3 separate regions of the Mus musculus genome follow, and regions 1 and 2 are each linked to region 3. The links are chromatin contacts, called in public Hi-C and promoter capture Hi-C maps. All regions are on one chromosome and are shown on one strand. Each heading gives the region's core, a stretch centred on a gene start, on an enhancer-like site or on the middle of the called end of the contact. The rest is flanking DNA. Distances are from core to core; before and after follow the strand shown. Region 1 holds the start of Mrps15 (mitochondrial ribosomal protein S15). Region 2 holds the start of Tfap2e (transcription factor AP-2, epsilon). Region 3 holds the start of Adprhl2 (ADP-ribosylhydrolase like 2).

Evidence for each region. A called contact is a pair of places that touch in the nucleus more often than the background predicts. Capture Hi-C pulls out chosen DNA fragments and counts their contacts.
Region 1: a contact with region 3 is called in a promoter capture Hi-C map of adipose tissue. The contact joins the promoter of Mrps15 here to the promoter of Adprhl2 in region 3. A contact is called at or near these places in 3 of 39 promoter capture datasets (cranial neural crest, erythroid cells and neural stem cells), 1 of 15 datasets of contacts at CTCF or cohesin (the NIH/3T3 cell line), 2 of 484 Hi-C or Micro-C datasets (CD4 T cells and natural killer cells), 3 of 115 datasets of contacts at active chromatin or transcription factors (effector CD8 T cells and embryonic stem cells) and 2 of 9 other capture datasets (adipose tissue and liver).
Region 2: a Hi-C map of embryonic stem cells shows a contact between it and region 3, with 2.1 times the contacts expected there. The contact joins the promoter of Tfap2e here to the promoter of Adprhl2 in region 3. A contact is called at or near these places in 7 of 39 promoter capture datasets (embryonic stem cells, liver, pre-B cells and 1 more), 5 of 484 Hi-C or Micro-C datasets (all in embryonic stem cells), 1 of 115 datasets of contacts at active chromatin or transcription factors (embryonic stem cells) and 1 of 9 other capture datasets (embryonic stem cells).

The regions. Positions count from the first base shown.
Region 1 is chr4:126,045,070-126,048,375 of GRCm38.p6, forward strand. Mrps15 (mitochondrial ribosomal protein S15) reads left to right here and starts at 1,859. Exons shown (of 8, transcript NM_025544.2): 1 at 1,859-2,130; 2 at 2,365-2,409. The coding sequence starts at 2,001.
Region 2 is chr4:126,734,852-126,738,260 of GRCm38.p6, forward strand. It overlaps Tfap2e (transcription factor AP-2, epsilon), which reads right to left and starts at 1,418. Exons shown (of 7, transcript NM_198960.2): 1 at 1,114-1,418; 2 at 319-801. The coding sequence starts at 1,140.
Region 3 is chr4:126,319,730-126,323,304 of GRCm38.p6, forward strand. Adprhl2 (ADP-ribosylhydrolase like 2) reads right to left here and starts at 1,974. Exons shown (of 6, transcript NM_133883.2): 1 at 1,713-1,974. The coding sequence starts at 1,941. It overlaps Tekt2 (tektin 2), which reads right to left. Exons shown (of 11, transcript NM_001357262.1): 8 at 3,391-3,498; 9 at 3,091-3,234; 10 at 2,843-2,922; 11 at 2,392-2,690. The coding sequence ends at 2,477.

The sequences.
Region 1 (3,306 bases), core at 609-3,108, 270 kb before region 3:
CTTCCTTCCTTCCTTCCTTCATCGGTCAGATTTTATTTTATTTTACATGTCTGAGTGTTTTGCTTGCGTGCATATCTGTGCCTCACCTGTATGTCTGTTATCACGGAGGCTGGAAGAGGGCTATCCTGGAACTCACTTTGTAGACCAGGCTGGCCTCGAACTCAGAAATCTGCCTGCCTCTGCTTCCCGAGTACTGGGACTAAAGGCGTGCGCCACCACCACCTGGCTAACCTGGAGCTCCTGGATTCAGCTATCCAAGGAGCCAATGAGCTCCAGGGATCACCTACTCAACTTCCCCGAGCCCCTGTACTGTACACGCAGCTGCTGGGATCTGAACTTGGATGTTTATGCTTACACAGTGGGCACTCTACCAACTGAACCATCTCCCCTGCCCCTCCCCTTTTTGAGACAGGGTCTTATGTAGCCCAGTCTGGGCTCAAACCAGCTATGCAACCAAGGATGACCTCGAACAACTTTTAATCCTCTTGCCTTCCATTCCAAAGTCCTGGGGTCACAGGCATATGCCACTACACCCAGTTTTTACGTACCACTGGGAATCCAACCCAGGACTGTGCATTCTAGGCAGGGACTCTGCTAACCAAACCACATCTTCAGTTGCCTAATGTCATTTGAGTTTCATGTAACCACATTTGTCAGGATTATTCCCTGTGCTAATGGAGACCTTTCCACAAAAGCCTTGCCTGTCTTGGGTCTACTTTCCCCGGCCCTGATCTCAGGCTTGGGATGGTGTGTTCTTTCCTTGCCCCTCTCTTTACCCTCCCCACTACTTTTCCTTTATATTTGCCCTTGCATCCCTCATTTCAGTTTTACCACAGCTGAGTACCGAATACTGACTATTTAAACATGTGTTTTGTATACAGCTGCTTCGGTCTATAGGCTGAACAATGTAAAAGACATTGCTACCAATCTCATTTGATGTTTTGAGAACACTGCAGCCCATAAAGGTAGACTTTGCCCACAGGGTCTCATAGTAATGGCTCAGTACCCTACCAAAAACTCTATCCTTAGTCACTGAGATACAAGCCAACGAAAGAAGGCTAGAACCTGAGGGTTCTTACAGGGCCCCGGTGTCTGGAGGAGGGCCAAGAAAGAATATTAGCCTCTGGAGAAGGTAAGGAGAGTCCCACAGAAGCCCTAAAATAACTAGGACCTAAGACAATGGTTCTCTTTTTTTTTTTTAATTAAAGATTTATTTTATTTTATGTATATGAGTACACTGTAGCTGAACAGATGGTTGTGAGTCTTTTTTTTTTTTTAGATTTATTTATTGTTATATGTAAGTACACTGTAGCTGTCTTCAGACACTCCAGAACAGGGCATCAGATCCCATTACAGGTGGTTATGAGCCACCATGTGGTTGCTGGGATTTGAACTCAGGACCTTAGGAAGAGCAGTCAGTGCTCTTAACCGCTGAGCCATTTCTCCAGCCCCAGGCAATGGTTCTCAACCTTCCTAATGCAGAGATACTTTAATACAGTTCTTCATGTTGTGAAGACCTCTAATAAAATTATTTCCGTTGCTAGTTCATAACTGCAATTTTGCTACTATTATGAATTGTGATATAAATATCTGATATGCAAGATATCTGATGTGTGACCCCTATGAATAGGTCGCTCAACAACCTTCACCCCCCATGTGTCTTGACCAACAGGTTGAGAACTGAGGACCAGGTCAGGAACATAAGGAATTTAGAAAGTGATTAGGCCGGATGCAAGGTCAATAGGTGACATTATAGCGTTCACACAGTGCTCCGGGCCTGTAAGCGTAGAAACAGGCCCGCCCACCAGGCCAAATTCCTGGGCTCCGCCCCAGCTCCCTGACAATCCGGAACCGATCCATTCGCTCAGCCCTCGGCAGCTCTTGTCGCGCTCTCACCTCGATTGGTCGAGCCCGAACCGTCATGGCTGCGCCCATGTAACCTGGATCCACCGCGGAGCGGGCAGTGGCGGTGCGGGCCCCCCGTCGAGTCGGGAGTCAACATGCTGCGGGCCGCGTGGCGTGCGCTGAGCTCTGTTCGTGCCCAGGCGGTGACACGGGCCCCAGTCCCTGCGCTGAGGGGCGGAAGTAGCGCCAGTCTGCTCTCTGCGCGCTGTGGCCTGCAGCCTCCGAGTGAGCCGCCGAGCTGGGTCCCAAGGGACTGGGCGAAGATGGAGGAGACCAGGCACCCGGAGACCCGAGAAAGGCAGTGACAGGATGAGAAAGAGGGTGATGGCTAGGGAAGGGGTGATGAGGAGGGAGATAGGGAAGTGAGGCGGTAGTTAGGTGCAGGTGCCTACAGTTCGTGGGAGAAGGGACATGAGGGGCTGTGTATGGCAGAGTCTCAGCCCTTTCTATTCTGCGTAGGTCTACTGCGCGCCGCGCGAGCATACGCCGCCGTCCAGAAACCAGGTACGAGGACTTGGGTTGTTGAGACTTGAGGCCGCCTGGAAGGCTTGGGGTGGACAAGGGAACAGAGGTGGCGCGCAAAGGGACAGGCCAAGACCCCCCCACATTCATTGTTTAGGGGTGCACGAGAAGGTAGAAGTAAGAGCTTTCGCGTGAAAGCACTCACTCATTTGACAATACAGATCACCAAAAGCTCCGCCTCGTTGTGTGCATCCCTACTGTGTCAGATGAGAGTGAGGTCGAAGCCCGAGGTCCAACCCAGTCCAGCTTGGCTGGACCCAATGAGTGTGTGGCTGGCAACACTAGCAAGAGTTACAATTCTAGGAATGTAACACTTTTTATCTGCTATTCTGAGAGGAAGGATGAAGTTTCCCATCCTAAGTTAGCATGCCTTAGGGCCCTCTAACAAACACATACTATTTGAGGCAAGTTTGCTTTTTTTGTGAACCAGCGCTGAAATGAGTGTCAAAGGATCCATTGGAACACAGTTAATAGGATTCAATCATGGCAGCGGTATGAAAAGCACCCTTAACCCCGTGCACAATAAACTGTGATATCATAGTCTTTATTGCTTCTAGTGTCCTTTGCATAGTGGCAGGACAGAGTCTGGCTTGAGAGGATAGATTATCTTGGTTGCGCTGGACTGGGTTGGACTACAGGCTTCAACCTCACTTCCAGTGACATAGTAGGAATGCACACACAGAAGCCGAGCTTTTAGTGATGCGAACTGGCTATTGACATTCCCTTAAAGCTAGCAGCACTTCCTCTCACCCTGTACTTCATTCATGTGGTCAACCAGCAAGCTTTGTTAAAGTGCTACTTCTAGACTAGACTATGGACTAGGCTGGGGAATCGAGGAGTTAAAGAGAAGCCAAACTCACTCCTGTCCACGGGAGAACC
Region 2 (3,409 bases), core at 168-2,667, 410 kb after region 3:
ATAGACCACTCCTGTGCCTCTCCTAACCCCGGCCCAGGTTGCCCCTGCGGACTGGGACTGGGTATGGATGCCCACCATGGCTCAACCCTACAGTGGGGAGAGAAAGAAGTGATTCCACGAGGGCTGCTGCCACCCAGGCACAGTTCGAGGCCATCTTTTGGCCAGACAGCATCTAACGGAAGACTCCCTGTTAGCGGCAGAGATGGAAAGTTGCACCTGGGAGAAGAGCCGGGCTCCTACTTTTGTTACTTTTTTGTTTCCAGCCAGGATGCTAAATCGCTGCCCATCGGGACCCACCGTGGCTCACTCTGGGCTTACCTGCAATTCCTCCAGACCGGGCGGCTCCGCCAATCCTGGAAGACCGAGGGGAGCATCGGCCAGGCCGTGCGCGCCGTCGGCCAGGCTGTGCAGGAGCCGGGGAACCGCGGCGGCGTAGTCTCGGCGCGGGTCGAGACCCAGAGCGCGGGCGGGTGGCGCCAGCAGGCCCGGCGGCTCGTCGTGGGCGCGGGCGGCCGCACGGGGTGCGGCCCAGGCGGCCTGCGGGGGCTGCGGCTGCGCCAGGGGCGCTAGGCCGCCGTAGGGGTCAGCGGCGAGGTGCGGAAAGGCAGCGGTGGCGTCGGGACCCTGGCCGTAGGGCAGCGGCGCCTGAGGGTAGGGCGGCGGGAAGTAAGGAGGATGATAGTCCGCGGTGGCAGAGGCGGCGGGAGTGTGACACAGTGGCGGCGCGGGCCCGTAGGCCGCCTGGGGCAGGGACGACAGGCGGGTCCCGCCAGCCGCTGCGCCCAGCCCGTCGGGGCGCTCCTGCAGAAGGGGAGGCGTGCGTTAGGTGACCCATGAGCGGCCGAAAAGACACCAGCCCGCCAGGTCCCCTCCAGCTCGCGGGTGTCCTGCAGCTGTCCACCGGCGTTGGCCCCGCGGGCGCCGCGGCCCCAGGCTGGAGACCAACCACGTACGGGTCTCTGCCACCACTTCCTGGGCTGCCAAGAGGCCCTACGGTCCCCTACCTTCGCGATTTCGTTGGCGCGGGGGTGGGGGGCAGAAGGTTTGGAGGCTTCAGCAGCCAGGCTCCTCGATGCCCTCTGCCCAGTGTGCCCGGGACCCGAGTCTACTCACCATGGCGGAGTATGTGTGCACCAACATGGGGCGGGTAGTGTGGGGCGTGAGGTGTGGCGGAGACACAGCCCTCGTTCGACGGCGAGGCGAGAGCCGGGAGCCCTTACAGCCCACGGGGATCACCGTCTGGAAGCTGGGGGTAAGTCTGCCGGGAGTCCAGAAGGTACGGGGTACTCAGCGGGGGACGCCTGCGGGAGCGTCCATGGAAATGGGCCAGACGGGAGCTGATGGCACTTGGAAAAAAGTCGGGCAACGGGTGCCCAGCGCCCGCCCTCTGAGCTCAGCCTGCTCCATGCACTCTAGTTATAGCGGCGGGGGCGCGCTCGGGCCTCTGGGGGCGCGCATTAAAGAGACAAGCTATGGCCTATCTCAGCCTTTTCCCTTGGCTGCGGAAAGGGAGGCGTGGCTCTGGTGGGAACCGGTGGGGTGAGGAGTGAATGAATTCGAGTCCAGCTGATGTGAGCTCCTTCTGGCCTCCAAGCTTGCAGCTGCGATCAAATGGGATTCGAGGCTGGAATGCAACTCAGGGGTCTGTGTTCGCTCGGGTCTGTGAATTTTCTCTTTACATTTGCTTATTACATTAACTTATTTAGTGGAAGGGCTCACCCGTGTGCCCGATGTGCGGGTCAGAGGACAACTTGCAGTAGTCAGTTATTTGCTTCCATCCTGTGGGTCCTGAAGGTTCGAACTCAGGTCTTGAGGCTTCGTGGTCAATGAATTAACCCAATAAACGATCTCGCCACTCCCTTCTAAATCTTTTAAAATTAATGCTTAAACAAATGTACGCGTTCGCCTTTGAGTTTGAGCAAAGCATTCCTTGTTTCTGGTATCAGCTTTCTTCCCTGTTAAATGGTCTTTTCTCTGACCACCCAAGGGTGAGTGTGGAATACACCGGTGAGTGGCAAACTCAAGCCCATCAGTTTATGTGCATACTTGTGTCAGTGTGTGTGTGCGTGTGTGTGTGTGTGTGTGTGTGTGAGAGAGAGAGAGAGAGAGAGAGAGAGAGAGAGAGAGAGAGAATGAGAGAGGGGGTGTTAGCAACCTCTCTTTCATGGTTTTGGATCCAAAAAACGCTCTGAAAATGCTGACTTCTCTCAGACTTTCTAAGCTGGTAATCCTCAATGCCAAGCCAGGATCCTTGGATGCTGAGGACACCACCTAGGCACAGAGAGTAGGAGTCTGGCATGATCTGCACTTAAGAAGAGGCCAAAATACTGACACAGGGTGGAAGGGGTGCATTGTCACACCTAGGCACAGTCTACGCATTTGTGTGTCACCATCACCATGGCAGGTGCTCTCTCTCTCTCTCTCTCTCTCTCTCTCTCTTTCTCTCTGTCAAACATGCCCTAATGACCACTACCAATCCCTTTTCTTTCTTCCAAAATTTAACCCGTCTGTCCTAAGAAGCAGAGATGGGGATTAAGAAAAGGCAAGTGAGAGAAATCCTAATGACAATGAGAATTTAAAAAGCAGAGGGCTGGAGAGATGGCTCAGTGGTTAAGAGCACTGACTGCTCTTCCACAGATCCCGAGTTCAATTCCCAGCCGCCATGTGGTGGCTCACAACCATCTGTAATGAGATCATATGCCCTCTTCTGGTGTGTCTGAAGACAGCAAAAATATACTCACATAAAATAAATAAATCTTAATAAAAAGCAGAAAGATGTTTTCTTTTTCATGTTGAAAATAGGGAGGGGATAGAAATGGTCACGGTGCCCACTCACCACACACCGTTAATATGGAGTCTCCTAACTCACCAAGTCCTTTGTCACCCTCATTTTCAAGTGAGGAACAAGGCACAGAGAGGCTAGGTGACTTACTGGCCTATGGTCAAACAACTAGTTCAGTGGCAGTGCTGGGGTGGCCCTTCTCTGTTCTCAGGATCATTATTCTTTCCTGTCTTGGACTCAGGCATTTAAAATTTAGTCTCACTCCTCAGAGGCTGTGTAATTCTGGACAAGTCTGGCTTCCTCTCCAAGTTCTGTTTCTGCAACAAAAACTAGTGGAGAGGAATCGCTGCCACCTTCTGTTTCTTTCTGGTGAAGAAACAGATGAGAAGGTAAAAGTGATACCATTGAGAGATTAGAACATTAACCTATGTTCTAGATGGCACATGGCTAGAACGAAGCCGAGGCTGGATTTCTTTCAGCCATGACACATGGGATGGGGCTGTGGGGGCTGTGAGGAGAGGATGAAACTAGCTAGTATCCGAGGATTCATCCCTGAGAGCTTCCCAGAGGCCGGAACCAGCAGCTATGATGGCGGGGGAGGCAGATGGGGGCAGCTGTGAAGCCTTT
Region 3 (3,575 bases), core at 724-3,223:
GCGCCCAGCCCTACTCTGATACTTCTAACATGCCACACTCAAAGAGGCTACTAACCTGCTAGGACAGGACCTTTGCTTCACTGAGAGAAGACAGTTACAGAGAATGGACTCGTCTAATGAGTGCCTCCCGGATCCTTCAGATAGCCAGTCCACTCCCTCCTTGTTGTTCAAACTCCATTTCCCCTCTTCTCAGGTGGCCCCTGTGTCCCACGTTCATAGCTGTAAACACATTCCTAGTCTTTGCCAGCCTGGTCATAGGTAAAGGTCACCCTCGCTCACTGGGGTCAGGTGTTGCTCTTTGCCCTTCTCTCTATATGCTCAGCACATGTCTGTGAGTGAGGGGGCACTGTGTGTCCTCCCTCCTTTTGCTCTGTGCCCTGGTCTTCCTGAGGGAGCCGTTCTTCTTTAGTCCTAGCTGGAGGACTGACCTCCTGCCTAGTTAGACGGCAACTTGAAGGCATCCATCTCTTATTGCCAGTCCCTTATGTAGGACTGGGCTCCAGACTCAAGTTGCAATGTTCGTAGAGTTGGAGCAAAGGAGAATCTCTCTCGTTCTCTCTCTCTTTTTTTAAAGATTTATTTATTTGTTATATGTAAGTACACTGTAGCTGTCTTCAGACACCCCCAAAAGGGCATCAGATCCCACTGCAGGTGGTTGTGAGCCACCATGTGGTTGCTGGGATTTGAACTCAGGACCTCTAGAAGAGCAGTTAGTGCTCTTAACTGCAGAGCCATCTCTCCAGCCCCAAGGAGAACCTCTTCTGCAGTGTTACTGGGACCATACTGTAGGAAAAGGAGACTGCCAAAGTGAGCTCCCCCCAAAGGGAAACTCAAGGCCAAGAGGAACCAAGCAAGCTAGTTAGGAGTTGAACTCCTGGACTTAGCACTGCTGGAGGCCAGAACTTCCTTTGGACTCTGTCAGTTCTTTCCACTCAGACCCTCTTAAAATGTGTTTCCTGCAGCCACAGGGTCCCAACTACCACTCAACCTAAAACACACCTTTTTTTTTTCCATCTTACCAAACCATAATGAAATAAAATTTGTCTTATCTCTGCTTCCTTTAACACCCGTTTTCCATGTTCTCGACCAACTCGACATGGTTTTCTGGGTCCAGACTACCCTGACTTTTCTGTAACACACCAGTGTCCTAGTCTTGAAATTCTTTCCTCTGGTTTTGTTACCATCCTTCCTACTTCTCGGCACACCCCGTCCTTCCTCGCTCCTTCCCCTACCTCTAAATGCCTCTTAACTCGTGGAGTCCTCTGGGGTTCTGACGACGGCCCCCTTCTACTATGTTACATGCTCTTCAAGAAGAACCAAGTCTTCTACTGACATCTGACCTGGAATCTGAGGACAAGCTGCGTTTGCAAGCGAAAGGAAGGGACATGTCTTAACAGGCTAGGGACAGCCCTCGCCGACGCCCACATCGGGCCAGCAGTTTGAGAAAGCTGGTCACGACGGAACTGGCCACGCGGGAACTGGCTCTAGCCAAGGTTTTAGGCGAGGCCTGCGCTCTGAATGTGGTCATGGCTGGAGACCTACAACCACGGAGAGCTGGAGCAAACCGATTCGATCCAGGGGCCTTCAGCCTCGTGACTTCGTGGGAGCTCGCCGCAGGAGCCTCCACCTCGGCAGCCTAGTCTGCGCGCGCGCCCCCGAGTCTCGGTCCCCTCGCCCAGGGGTGGGGACCCGATCGGTGGTGCCCCGCCCACCTGTCCGCGCGCTGCCCGGCGTGCCCGGGTCCGGCTCCAGGCTCTCGACGTGACTCAGGACTGATGCCAGGCTGACGGTATCGTGTGCCTCGTAGACAGCGCCCACGCAATCTCCCAGCAGCGCGCCCGCCAGGCAACCTCGGAAGCGCGAGATGGAGCGGGCCGCACTTGCCCCGCCGCCCCCCGCCGCCGACATCGCTGTAGCTGCTGCCGCCGCAGCCACCGCCATCCGCGCGCGGACTAGTCGCCACTTCCGGCATCGATGCTGCCGCCTCTTTGGTCGTCTCTTCCCCGCGGCCCCACAGCGCCCCCTTGTGGCCCGGAGTCTCAGCCTACGTCCTACCCCACAGCGCCACTCAACGGCTGGGAGTCTCAGCGCCCCATAAGTACTCGCACGCTTCGCTTTGGCGCTCCCTACCTTCTCATTTGTAAATGGCACCACAAATGCGGCCGACAGCTCCCTAAAATCCCGCGGAGGACCCTTTGAAAAGCACCTGAACAAGAATGTTGCCCACTCAAAGCCACTGCTGCCCGCGGGCGATCACCTGTATCTTTACACCCGTATTCCTTCTGGAGTCGCTTTGGACTCGACCCCTATGAAGTCTAGGCGACTCCATCGCTCAAGTGGACTGTCTCACTCGGTCAGCCACTCTCATGGGGTAGCAGAAAAGAGCCTGGCTTGAGAACTCCATTTTTATTATTTTACTGTCCCCTCACTACTCCCCCCTCCCACCAATCTTGTGTCTTCCCTCAGCCGCCAAAGCCTAGGTTAGCTCCAGCTGGCAGATTTTGAGTGGACTCAGTGTGCGGTTTGTCGTGCGCGTGAAGGTGTCCACCTGGGGCACAAATTTCTCAGCCGGCACCGTCAGCTTGCGTCGGGTGTCCATACACTTGGTGTCCAAGAGCAGGGTGTTGGTCTTGCACGCGATATCAGCCTGTATCCGGGCCAGGTGCTTGAACAGGGCATCCAAAGCGTTCCTGTAACGCAAAGCATCGGGAGCTCAGAGCCCTACATCAGGCTGCAGGGGCCAGGACATCTCACCAGCATAAAGCCCAGAGAGACCAGCAGGCACTACGGCCCCATGGTTGAGCAGTGCCCCCCACTATTCCTGCCCACTCTCTAAACCTACTGTGTTTGGGCCAGCTTCTGCTTCATGGTATTGATGGTTGCCTCTAACTGGTGGACTTCATCAATGAGGCCATACTGTGTCTGAAGACAGAGGGGCAGGATGGGGTTTTCAGTTCAGCCGCAAGACCCTTCAGCTGGTCGCATAACTGCCTTGGACCAGAATGCTTGTTCCACAAGAAACGTGCGAAGAGGGGTAATACTGAGGTCTCCTTAGCAGACAGGGGTGGTCCCCACCGGGGCCCCTTGTACCTGGTCCCGGCAGAGCTCCACATTGGACCGGTAGGTTCTGGACTCCAGCCGGGTATGTGCAAGCTTCAAGTTCATCATCTTTCTACGCAGGTCCTCCTCCAGGCGCCGAATGTCTCCCTGCAGCTCGGCTATCTCTTCTAAGGTCTGTGGCAGACATTACTGTTCTCCACCGGCAAGACTCACACTAGGGCTCCCAACTGAAGCTTCAGGGCAGGGTTCCTTATGCCCTGCCTCACAGCATGGTGGGAAAGGCAGGGTGGTGGGGTTGGGGGAGGGTAAGGGGGTGGTGGTGACACTCACATTTTTCTCTTGCCACTTGAGCTCACTGTAAAAACTCTCCATTTCCCGAAGCCGCTTCCTGAAGGTGAATTCTGTTGCAACCCTCTGAGCGTCCAGTTCATTGTTGGTCTGCATGAGGAGGGTGAGCCAGGCCAGAAGAGGGTGTCATGGCCTTGTGAGATTGCTGTTTGAAGTCAGGGAAGGGC